2 separate regions of the Mus musculus genome follow, and region 1 is linked to region 2. Evidence: chromatin contacts called from public promoter capture Hi-C data. All regions are on one chromosome and are shown on one strand. The core of a region is the stretch at or near the end of the contact, and the rest is flanking DNA. Distances in the headings are between cores, read along the strand shown.

Region 1 (5,693 bases), core at 2,144-4,643, 570 kb after region 2:
TCCTGGACACTCTGATCATACTGAGACAGGGCCCTTAGGTGGTCAGTCAGCCGCTGTTTCTCATTCAGAACTTGGCCCAGCGCCTGCTTCTTGGCTACCTCTATATCACTCAGTGTTGAGGCCTGCTGCTTCTCCAGCGCCTGAAGCAGGCTACTGAATCTCCTGGAGACCACCGAGGCCAGGGTGCAGGCTGAACTCTGCATGGACACAGGAGGAACCTCAGGGTGGCCAGTCTCCACACTATGGCATGGCAGGCCAAGCCCTCAATCACCCACTTGGCTTGAACACGGGGACATGGAGAGCCAGTTAGGACCCTTGGAGCCTCTTCCCTAATGGGGCCTGGCTTCTTGGTCAACGTCCCACTCTGTGGTGCTGGGAGGGACTTTCGAGGCAGCTCACATCTGTTGTCTGCAGTCCAGGGACCAGATGGTGAGGCCGGACCCGAGCACATGGTAAAGTACCTCAATCCGACTGCGTTGCTCCTGCAGCTCCTGAAGCTGGGTCTCTGCCTGGGCAACCTGCTGCTGGGTAACCAGTACCCTCGCTCTCAGCTGGTCCTGTGGCACCCATCCAGAGGGCAAGCAACAAAAGACGATTAGGATTGGTTATAACCTTCAAGCCACCATCACCAATACAGGAGCTGGGTAGTCTCCTCATGGCCCTGATGGTAACTGCCTTGTAAAATCCCAGAACTAGGTCAGAGTCCCAGGGAGGCCTGGATAGGGTCCTTTCTCTACCTGGAGCAGGATACTATATGAGGAATGTGGAAGTCTTAGGTTGAAGACCCCACTTCTGGTCCCACTCCTGCGTCTTGCAGGTTGAGTGACCTGGGCAGAACTCCTACCTTCTCCAGTCCAAACCTCATCCCTAACTCAGGCACCAAAGGAAAACGGTAACGCTGGCTTACAGAACCGGGGGCAGAAAGGGAGACTGGTCATAGTTGTCTGACCAGTGATCAGTTCAGCTCCTAAGAGCCCAAAGGGAAGACATTATTATCATTTGGTTGAGTTCTGTTTCCCCTGGAGACCAAAATGTGCTGTTATAGGAGCTGGGAACACCATTCAGGTGCTTGGAGTCGATGCTTGACCTGGCTAAGTCTCACTACCTGTTCTTACTCCTCCCAACACCATTTTGAGTTGGGGCCCCTTCTCATTGTTGCTTTGAGACAGGGTCTCACTGTGTAGTCCTGGCTGGCCGGGAACTTTCCACATAGACCAACCTGATCTTGAACTTACAGAGATCCGCCTACTTCTGCCTCTATAGTGATGGAATTAAAGGCATGCATCACCACACCAGCTAACTTATTTTTTTTAATGTATGTGTGTTTGTGTGTGGGTTGTGTTTATGTAAGTGTGGGTCCATGCATACATGCCAAGATGCACATGTGAAGGTCAGAGGGGCAACCTCAGACATCTCAGTCTGTACCCTGTACCTTGAGACAGGGTCTCTTGTTTGCCACTGTGTGTGCCAGCCTCCCTGGCCCTTGAGCACTCTAGGTCTCACATCCTCTCTCCTCTCGAGCACAACTCTGTCCCCCGGAGCATGAGCCACCTGAGCCTCTGTGCTGAGAGCCTCTAACCTCCATACCCAGCTGGGTCTTTCCTACACTTGTCAGGGGCAGCAGTGCCTCAGCCTTACCCCTTGGGGCTTCAGAAGCTGCAGGGCTCACCCTTCAAGTCTCTGCCACTCACCCTTTGACCTCACCCTGGCCCTGTCACCAGCACCAAAATGCCCCAAGCATGTATCCTTAACCCAGCTTTCCTTCCCTCGTTGGTTTCAGCCTGCCTGTGCTAGTCTTCCACAGCCACTCAGCTCCCTCCCTTCCCATCCCTGTCCCTGTCCCTGTCCCCGTCCAGTCACTCCTCCACTCCCTGTCCACGGCCTCTCGGTCCATGCACTACAGTCCTGGTCCTCTCGCTCCATCTCCTCCGTCTCATCCCTGGTAATCTCAGCCTCACTTCTTGGCTGTGATGGCCATGGGCAAGGACATAGGCCACCATGGTACCAATTCCGTGGTCACTTTTGCCTTTAACTAAAACCTCTCAGCAGCCTGGGGCACCTGGAGAACTCTCCCTCCTGTAACTGCTTGTGCCCTGGCCGCCATCTCTACAGCTTTGTCAGGATGTAATCCCCTGCCCAACAAATTTCCACTCCTTCTAGGGATACCATAGCGACTTCTTTCACTTCACTGTCCGCATCTCTTCCCAGCTCTCAGTAGATGTCTGTGCCCCCACCCCTGTCTGTGTACCCCACACACTGCATATCCCAAACCAGCTACTCTCTACCCAACCTCAGCACACAGCAGCCCGGTCTCCCGAAGAAACCCTTGTCCTGCGTCTTACTCTCTCCACTGGGCACCGGGCTCCCACTCACTTCTCATTTCTTTTGTTTTGCAGCTGAGACCTCCTTCCTCTTACCCCTCATCTCTTACCCCCTCCACACCCCAGCTGGGGCTCAGACTCCAGAAAGCAGAAATCTGATGACATCATCACCCTGTCTCAGCTTGGAAAGGCACTGCACATCCCTAGAGGAAGAGTCACGACCACCATGCAGACTGGCCCTGCTGACTCTACATTCACGTTTTGCTGAGACTCTATCTGACCCTTGAGTAGATCCTTCAGTCTCTGAAGGGCAGAAATCACACTTACTGAATGCTGGCCACCTTAGCGAATGGGGCTGCCAGCCCTGACCTAACACTCTGGCTCTACTTTATTCAGAGGACCTGGGGAGAGCTGCGTGCAGCAGTCAGGTGCACGTGCCCTCTGGGTTCATATGGGAACCCGCAGATCCTGCTGCAGCCCCTGGCCCTGGCCACAAGCAGTTTCGGCCCTCGGAGAGGCCCTTCCCGCACCTCGCGCACGCGGCGCTCCACGTCCAGCAGCGCCCGCTCGTGGTGGCTGCAGTCGTGCACCGTGCACGCGCTGCACACGCAGAGGCCCTCCGTGCGACAGAAGAACTCGAGCGGCCTCCCGTGGCGCAGGCAGCGAGCGCTGTGGCTTGTGGCGGAGTCCCGGCGCGGAGTCACGGCGGGCGGCGCCGGCAGAACGGGCAGCGCCTGCAGCAAGGTGCTCATCTTCACGTTGCGGGACAGCTTGGCGCCCTCGGGGAAGGGCTGGCGACATTCCGGACACGACTTTTCGCAGGAACGCCATGAATCCTGGATGCAGTTCCCGCAGAAGCTGTGCCCGCAGGGCAGCGTCACCGGGTCCCGGTAGCGACCTAAGCAGATGGAGCAAGTCACCACGTCCTCCTCCAGCAACTGAGCGGCCATGGCGGAAGCGAGGCCCAGTGCTCAGATCTCTTAAAGGGGCCGAGGCTACCAGTGCGAGCACTACGTTGGGGAAGACAGTCCAGGAAGTCGCGGCAGTGCGCAGCCTGGTGCACTAGAACGTTCCTTGGCAGGGATCCAAGTCACCCTTGCTTGCCCGCCTTCTGACGCACTGGGAGCTGGGGCGCGGCTCCCTCCGGTCCACCCTGACTATTTGTGTTCCTTCCCTAGACTCTTTTTTGGGGGGGAGGAGTGGGTGGGAGGGTTTCGAGACAGGGTTTCTCTGTGTAGCCCTGGCTGTCCTGGAACTCACTTTGTAGACCAGGCTGGCCTCGAACTCAGAAATCCGTCTGTCTCTGCCTCCTGAGTGCTGGGATTAAAGGCCCAGGGCATGGTGTCTGTTCACAGCAGTAAAACCCTAAGACAGGCTACTGTCATCTCCTCTACAGCTGAGCAGAGCAGATGGGAGTTCCAGGGTCCCCAAAGGCAGTATGAATCAGAGATCACTCCTAATGGAGTAGGCAGAACTGATTTGTTTCTAGGCCTCTAGCCTCACAGTGGGGGCTCCAGGCCTTGGTGGGGGCTGAAATATGCTAAGGTAACAAGCAATCTGTTGCTAGGTCTGACAGGGGCAGGACTTTCTCCTCGAGGAGGTTCTGATCCCGGGGCTGTCTTTCACAAAGATCACAGGCTGGGCAAAGGTTCACTTTTCATGTGTACCCCCAGCTACCGGGCTGCTGGGCACCTTCTGCTCACCCACAGAGCACTAAAGCTTCACTAAAAGGGTCTGGGTGCCCGAAAGTGAAGACATATTGGCATCAGGAAAAAAGTATTTTATTCACATAGAATCGAGGCACATCCACAAGCCCCTGGGTGTCCTGGGAGAGGCCAGCATGGGACTGTCTCAGTTGGCTTCAGATGGCTCTCTCCGGAGGTGTGACCTTCCAGCTGCTGCGACAGTTCCCCCTCGGAGATGAATGTACTGAGTCTCTCAGTAGATTCCATAGGTGGGCTCATGACTGTCCCTGTATCGGTCCAGATAGCGTAGGGGCTGCTCGTGGGGGAAGCGCTTCTGTTTGGGGTGGTAAGGGGGTGGCCGTACAAATTCAAACACAGGTTCCCGCATGTCTGCAAGAAAAGTAAGGGGAGAGTGGTGGACTTCTGCTGACCTGGGCCTCCTTCCTTGCCTGTGAGGCTGGAGTTCTGCCAGGGACTTTTTTGGGTTTTTCGAGACAGGGTTTCTCTGTGTATCCCTGGCTGTCCTGGAACTCAGAAATCCGCCTGCCTCTGCCTCCCGAGTGCTGGGATTAAAGGCATGCGCCACCACCGCCCGGCTCACCCTGGCTTTCAAAGGCCATCTCCTGGCATGGCAGGAAAGGTCTTTATCCCCAGGCCTGCCTGACCACTAAGCCCTTACCTAGAAGCTGGTGGAAGGTGTGGGTGACAGAGTCATCCCAGCGGCACTGGAAAAAAGCCAGACCGGCTGGAGTCATGGCTTCCTGGTGTCTCTTGTAGAAATCAAAAGTGCGGAAGGTCCTCTGGGCCAGCTGGTAGCTATGAGGAGATGGGCAGCATGTGAGGGGAGGGAGCAGGCAGGCAATCCTGGGAAACCCCTGGAGTGCACCCAGCACGCGGGACTGCTGCCAAGCGCAAGACCTACACCAAGAGCAGGAAAGAGCAAGAGCCACCATCCCAGAGAGCTGGCTTGAGGCTCAGGGGACAAACAGGGGTGTCGCTTACCAGGGTGAGGGACGGGTGTCCTCTGAGAAGTTGATTGGCTTGTCCTGCTTGAAGAGCAAGAAGGCAAAGCGGTGGAAGCCAGAGCCTCGAGCAGGGAAAGGAGGGAGGTAGGGACATGTCTCCTGTCCTTCAGCCACTCTGTTGCTTGGGATGTTGGTTCTGGTAGGAGGAAAATACCCATTAGTTGCCATGCCAACAAGGTGGCAGGGGAACCCCAATGTTGCGCCCCAGAAGCAGTCACTCCCAGGGCCAGACCCTGAACACTCCTGCATTCGATGACCACAAGCCGACCTCAGGGACATGCTGCAAACAGATTATGGGGCAGTTGTAGTTCAGAAACCTGAGAGGGGTGGGAAATGGCTTGGTGGCTAAGAGAACTGACGACTTTTCAGGGGACTCAAGGTTCCATTGCCAGCACAACCTGCAGGTGGTGCTCACAACCACCTGCAATTCCCAGGGCACAGGCATGCAGGTGGTGCACATGTAAAACGCTTAAACACATGAAATATTTGTCTTATTTTTCGAGACAGGGTTTCTCTGTGTAGCCTTGGCTGTCTTGGAACTCACTCTGAAGACCAGGCTGACTTCAAACTCATAGAGAATTGTCTGCCTGTCTCTTAACTCCCCAGTGCTAGGACTAAAGGCATGTACCATTACCACCTACCTGATATAATAAAATTAAATC
Region 2 (5,794 bases), core at 1,054-3,553:
AAAAATATGAACTAACCAGTACTCCTCAGAGCTTGTGTCTCTAGCTGCATATGTATCAGAAGATGTCCTAGTTGGCCATCATTGGAAAGAGAAGCCCCTTGGTCTTGCAAACTTTATATGCCTCAGTACAGGGGAACGCCAGGGCCAAGAAGTGGGAGTGGGTGTGTGTGGGGGAGGTTTGGGATAGCTTTGGAAATGTAAATGAAGAAAATATCTAATAATAAAAAAAGAATTGTTAAAACAGTAAAAAAAAATTGTTGGTAGGGCTGGAGAGATAGCTTAGTGGTTAAGAGCATTGACTATTCTTTCAGAGAATTGAGTTCTATTCCCAGCAACCACATGGTGGCTCACAACCACCTGTAATTGGACCTGATGCTGTCTTTTGGTATGTCTGAAGATAGTTACAGTGTACTCATATACATAAAATAAAAAAAACATATTTGAGGCTAGAGAGATAGCTCAACACATATGAGTACTGGCTGTTCTTCTAAAGGGCCAGGGTTCAATCATCAGCACTCATATGGCAGCTCACAACTGTCTGTAACTCCAGATCCATGGCTTCTGACATCCTCACACAGACATCATGTAGGAAAAACCAACGGACAGAAAAATAAAAACAAGGGGGCTGGAGAGATGGCTCACCAGTTAGAAGCACTGACTGCTCTTCTAGATGTCCTGAGTTCAATTCCCAGCAACCACATGGTGGCTCATAATAATCTGTAAAGGAATTTGATGCCCTCTTCTGGTGTTCTCAAGACAGTGTACTCACATACCTAAAATAAATAATTTTAATAAATAAATAAATATTGTCACTGGGTGGTGGTAGCACAGGTCTGTAACCCCAGCACTCCAGAGGCAGAGGCAGACAGATCTCTGACTTTGAGGCCAGCTTGGTCTACAGATTAGGTTCAAAGACAGCCAAAGCTACAAAGAGAAACCCTGTCTTGAAAAACTAAGGGCTTGCCGGGTGTGGTGGCACACGCCTTTAAACCCAGCACTAGGGAGGCATAGGGCTATACAGAGAAACCCTGTATCGAAAAACAAACACACACACACACACACACACACACACACACACACAAAACAGAAAAAAAAAAACCCAACCAACAAACAAACAAAAAAATAAAGACAGACAGACTAAGGGCTGGTGAGATGGCTCAGCAGTTAAGAGCACTGACTGCTCTTCCAGAGGTCCTGAGTTCAATTCCCAGCAACCACATGGTGGCTCCCAACCATCTGTAATGGGATTTGATGACCTCTTCTGGTGTGTCTGAAGACAGTGACAGTTTACTCACATACATGCAATCTTTTTTAAAAAGTTAATTATAAAATTTATTTTATTGTATATATACTGGTGTTTTGTGTATGTCTGTGTACTACATGTGTGTGCCTGGTTCCACAGAGGCCAGAAGAGGGCATCAGATTGCCTGGGACTGTTCCACATGTATGTGAGTGCTTTGAATTGATCCAGGTTCCCCGGGAAGAACAGCGTATGCTCTTAACCACTGAGCCAACACTCTAGCTCCCTAAATCACTGATGATTAGGATTTGGATAAAAATTTGACAGAAAGGTTTTCCTTTATTTCCTTAAAGTTTGTGGGAGTTTGGTTTTTGAGTCTGGGTCTCAGTTAGCCCCGATGCGAGCTCAACCTTGCCATGTAGCTAAGGCTGGTTCTGAACTCCCGATTTTTCAGTCTCTACTTCCCAAGTGCTGCATCTTCCGGCTTATGTTACTATGCCCTACTTCCAAGTCATGTATGACCACCAATTTAAGGTAGAAATAGTTCAGAATAATCCTAAAGAAAGAAAAGTTGCCAGTACATAAAAGATTGAAGTCCCGTTGTTTACGGATGTCATGTGTCCGAGACTAATTCCAAAATAAGCGCATTATACTGGTCGGAGTTCGGAAAAGGGACTGAGAATATTCTAATAACAGACCAGGAGGGAGGGATCACAACTACCGCTAAGAGATAAAGTAGGATTACAGAGACGGAGTAGCTCTCCAATCGAAATAGATGCGCCAGCACGCTTCTGCGCATGCGCACACCCTCCCAGCCACCGCCTCTCCCGCCATCTCCGGGGACCTTTCCCTCACCTAGTGTGGGACTGTCTGTGGCGCCGCCTGATCTACTGGGAACATTCCTTGAGGACCCGTGGGCCCTAGAGCCGTTTTCATGATGTGTTGTATAGGTTAGAATAGTGGAACATGTGTGAAAGGCTTCAAGGGGCTGTGTTTGGCTAAGACGAAGGGATCTGTTGCGCTAAGGTCTGCAGGCGCTGCGCAAGCCGCCCTGGAGGGGGTCCTCTTTGGCAGCTGTCTGTGAGCGGGAGGCCTGAGCGCAGAGAAGCGGCCGCGCGGCAGGGTCCCAGCCGCGGGGGGCACGGCGCTATGGAGGAGCTCGACTGCGAGCCCGCAGTAACTGTAAGGGCGATCGGAGTGGAGTGGCTTGGCTTGTTGCACTGTGAGGGTTACGTTTCTTTGGTCATTTCAGGCTGCCTCCCTACATGCGGGACGCACGCTTCTTCCCTGGACACAGTTGCCACCATCCCGAATGTCAGGTTAACTGGGAACTAGGTTATGGCAATAGTGGTCCCTAGGTCCTGTGAATACTGGCCGGCTCGCGGAAACCCCACTGCATCACCCTTGTTTTTATAACCTTTCTGCTTCTCTAGTTTTCCCCCCTTGGGCGTTAGAATGAGATTGGTGTAAGCCCCACATGGTCACTCCAAGGGATGAGTTGGCCTTTCCCTGTCCTGCTGTCCTAGTCCGAGGCTTAATAAATGCATAATTTGTTCTCACGGGAGACAATAGACTAGTTTCTGTCGCGTTGTATTCTATTCCTCTTGCACCTAGAAAATGTTTTTTTAAGTGTGTATATGTCTGAATATGTGCACAGCATCATTGGATACGACCTAGGCTGTTCGCCTGGTGTATGGTGTTCGCAGTTACACTTGGAAGTTGAATGGACAGTTGTAGGGCTAACAGCTCCTGTGCCTCCTTATGTCTTACTAGTGGATTCCAGGTGTGAATTCCAAGAAGAAGCAAATGTGTTTTGACTGGGGCCCCGGCGAGATGCTTCTGTGTGAAACTTCCTTCAACCAAACAGGTAGGCAGTTCTTTTTCACATCTGTCTTGGCACATTGGTTGACTCTCTGAGGCAGGAAACTGGAGTTATTTGGCAATATTTTTATTTTTGAAACTTTGTTTTTTTGCTATTTTGAGACAAGTTGCCCCTATGTAGTCCTAGTGGGCTTGTCTTTGTGCAATCTTTGTGTAGGTTTGAATTCTACATCTTCTTCCCTCGACTTCCAGAGTGCTGGGACTTGAGGTGTGTGGTTCAACACTTGACATTAAGTAATTTTTAAATTTTATAGTCTGTGTATGGGCATTTTGTCTACGTGCATAACTGTGCACCACTCCGTGCTTGGTGCCGCAGAGGCCAAATGAGATCATTGGATTCTAGGAACTAGAACTCTATATTTATGTGAGTTGCCATATGGGGTGTTGGGAGTTGAACTTAGGTCTTCTGGAAGAGCTGCCTGTGTACTTCTTGTTTGGTTTTGGTTTTTTGAGATGGTTTCTCCGTGTAGCCTGGCTGTCCTGGTACTTGGTTTAGACCAAGCTGGCTTTGAACTCAGAAATTACTTGCTCTTTTTTCCTGAGTGTTAGGATTAAAGGCAGGAAATTTCAGCCAGTTGTCTTAGACGCCAAACCATCTCTTCAGCCCCCTTCCTATAATTAACCTTTAGAAACGACCCATATAGCCCAGGTGTGGAGATACGCACCTTTTAATCCCAGCACTCAGGAGACAGAGAGGCAGGTGGTTCTGTGAGTTCACAGCCTGCCTGATCTACAGAATGAGTTTTAGGTCAACCAGGGCTACACAGAGAAATCTTGTCTTGAGAAACCCAACAAAAACAAGCCCAAAGAAGTGAGTTAGACTGCCTCAGCTGAAGGCAAAGTCCTGGGTTCAGGCAACGCTCGCTTGCAACCTTAGATTTTCTACTGTGCAGAAGAGTTGGCGGGGGGAATAGAGAGTCCCCAGCTGCCTGGGATATGTTGCCAGACCCATTCTCAAAAACCAAGGATGTAGGCTATCACTCAGTGGCTCAGTGATAACTTCTTTAGCATGGGCAGTGTCCTTAATTAGATCATCAATATCACCAAAAAAGAAGTCTGTGTTGTGCTGCCTGCTTGTATTGTAATCTCAGCCTACACAGACCAGATGAAGACAAATCTTTTTTTCTTTTGGCGTAAACCTGGTTTGCTTGGCCGACTGTGTGCACTAGTCTTCCCTTGAGTTTTAATCCTCCCGTCTCATTCCCACCGGTGGAGAAAGTGGACATGTGCCCCAGGCTCAGCCGGGCTTTGTAATTAGAGAATTAGAAGTACTGGGATGTTTTTCTCTTTTGGGGAAAATGGTAGATGTTGAGTTACTTTTTTTCCTGTTTTGTTACAGGCAAATCAGAGAAGGTGCCGAGCTGCCCTTTTATCTACATCATACGGAAAGATGTGGATGTTTACTCTCAAATTTTGAGAAAACTCTTCAATGAATCCCATGGAATCTTTGTTGGCCTGCAAAAAATTGAGGAAGAACTGTCGGGGAAGTCCAGGAAAGCTCAGTAAGTGGTGGGTGCTGAGGCTGCAGTGAAGTCGTGAGAGGGAGGCGTCCTTATCCTTGTGAGTGCCGGGGCACCTCGGGGTTCCTGTTCTCCTGTGTATCTTCTTAGGGTGTAGTTGTGCATTGTGTAAATGCTGTTGGAAGACTTACTGGCTTGATATATATGTATCAACTCTTCCTTTTGGATTCCTACTTCATTTGTATGTGTCCCTTGAACACCACCACCGACCAAAATAAAAATAATATAAATATGGTGAAAGGAAGACTCAGACAGAGAAGCCCTTGAATTAGATCTCACTCTTGAAAGAGTTAAAAACGAGGCTGACAGATCTTTAAGAGCTGGTAGTCAGCAGAGTGAGTTCCAGGCCGCCCAGAGCTGCAGAAGCGAGACCCTGTCTTAATATGAAAGAAATACAGGCGTCAGCAGACAAGGCAAATGGAAAAGAAAGACTTGCTTCTCAAGCTTGTGTTTTTGACAAGGAATCAGGATTTGGTTTTTTTGCTTCCTTTTGGGGTGGCGGAGCTCGAGCTGCCTTTGAGTGCCCAGCTGCTGAGCCGTGATACTGGGCCAGCCCTCCAGGCTACGGTTTGTTTTTTTTCTTTCCTATTATTCACTCTTTTTTGTTGTTGTTGTTGTGCTCGTTCCTTGAGCTCAGTAAGTAGATGAGGGTGAAACTGGGTTTCATACACCTGGCATGCACTCTGCTGACTTGTGTAGCCCAGGCTATGTATGTGCTCAAATACGTGTGTATCCTTGAGTTTCTGGTCCTCTTGCCTCTACTTCTCAAGCTCAGGGTTACAGACACGATTACCAGGCTTGTGGTAATTCAGTGCTTGGAGCATCGAGCACTGAATTTTAGCAGAAATTGATGCAGAAGCCGTGGAGGAGCCCTGCACACTGCCATACTGTCGTGGCTTGCTCAGTCTGCTTTCTTTCTTTCTTGTTTTTTTTTTAAAAAGATTTATTTCTTCAGACACACCAGAAGAGTGCATCAGATCCCATTACAGATGGTTTTGAGCCACCACGTGGATGCTGGGAATTGAACTCAGGACCTCTGGAAAAACAGTCAGAGCTCTTAACCACTGAGCCATCTCTGCAGCCCCTCGGTCTGCTTTCTTACAGCAGCCAGGACCGCCAGCTTCGGATGGCACCTCCCATATCAGTTATCAAC

Evidence for each region. Promoter capture Hi-C pulls out the DNA fragments that hold promoters and counts their contacts.
Region 1: a contact with region 2 is called in a promoter capture Hi-C map of pre-B cells, with 3 times the contacts expected there. The contact joins the promoter of Trim65 here to the promoter of Nup85 in region 2. A contact is called at or near these places in 5 of 39 promoter capture datasets (the C10 cell line, erythroid cells, liver and 1 more) and 1 of 9 other capture datasets (pancreatic islet).

What each region holds. Positions count from the first base shown.
Region 1 is chr11:116,127,735-116,133,427 of GRCm38.p6, forward strand. Trim65 (tripartite motif-containing 65) reads right to left here and starts at 3,394. Exons shown (of 6, transcript NM_178802.4): 1 at 2,852-3,394; 2 at 462-557; 3 at 1-197. The coding sequence starts at 3,271. Mrpl38 (mitochondrial ribosomal protein L38) reads right to left here. Exons shown (of 9, transcript NM_024177.3): 7 at 5,009-5,167; 8 at 4,686-4,822; 9 at 4,083-4,396. The coding sequence ends at 4,260.
Region 2 is chr11:115,562,141-115,567,934 of GRCm38.p6, forward strand. Nup85 (nucleoporin 85) reads left to right here and starts at 2,304. Exons shown (of 19, transcript NM_001002929.4): 1 at 2,304-2,422; 2 at 3,014-3,107; 3 at 4,461-4,623. The coding sequence starts at 2,390.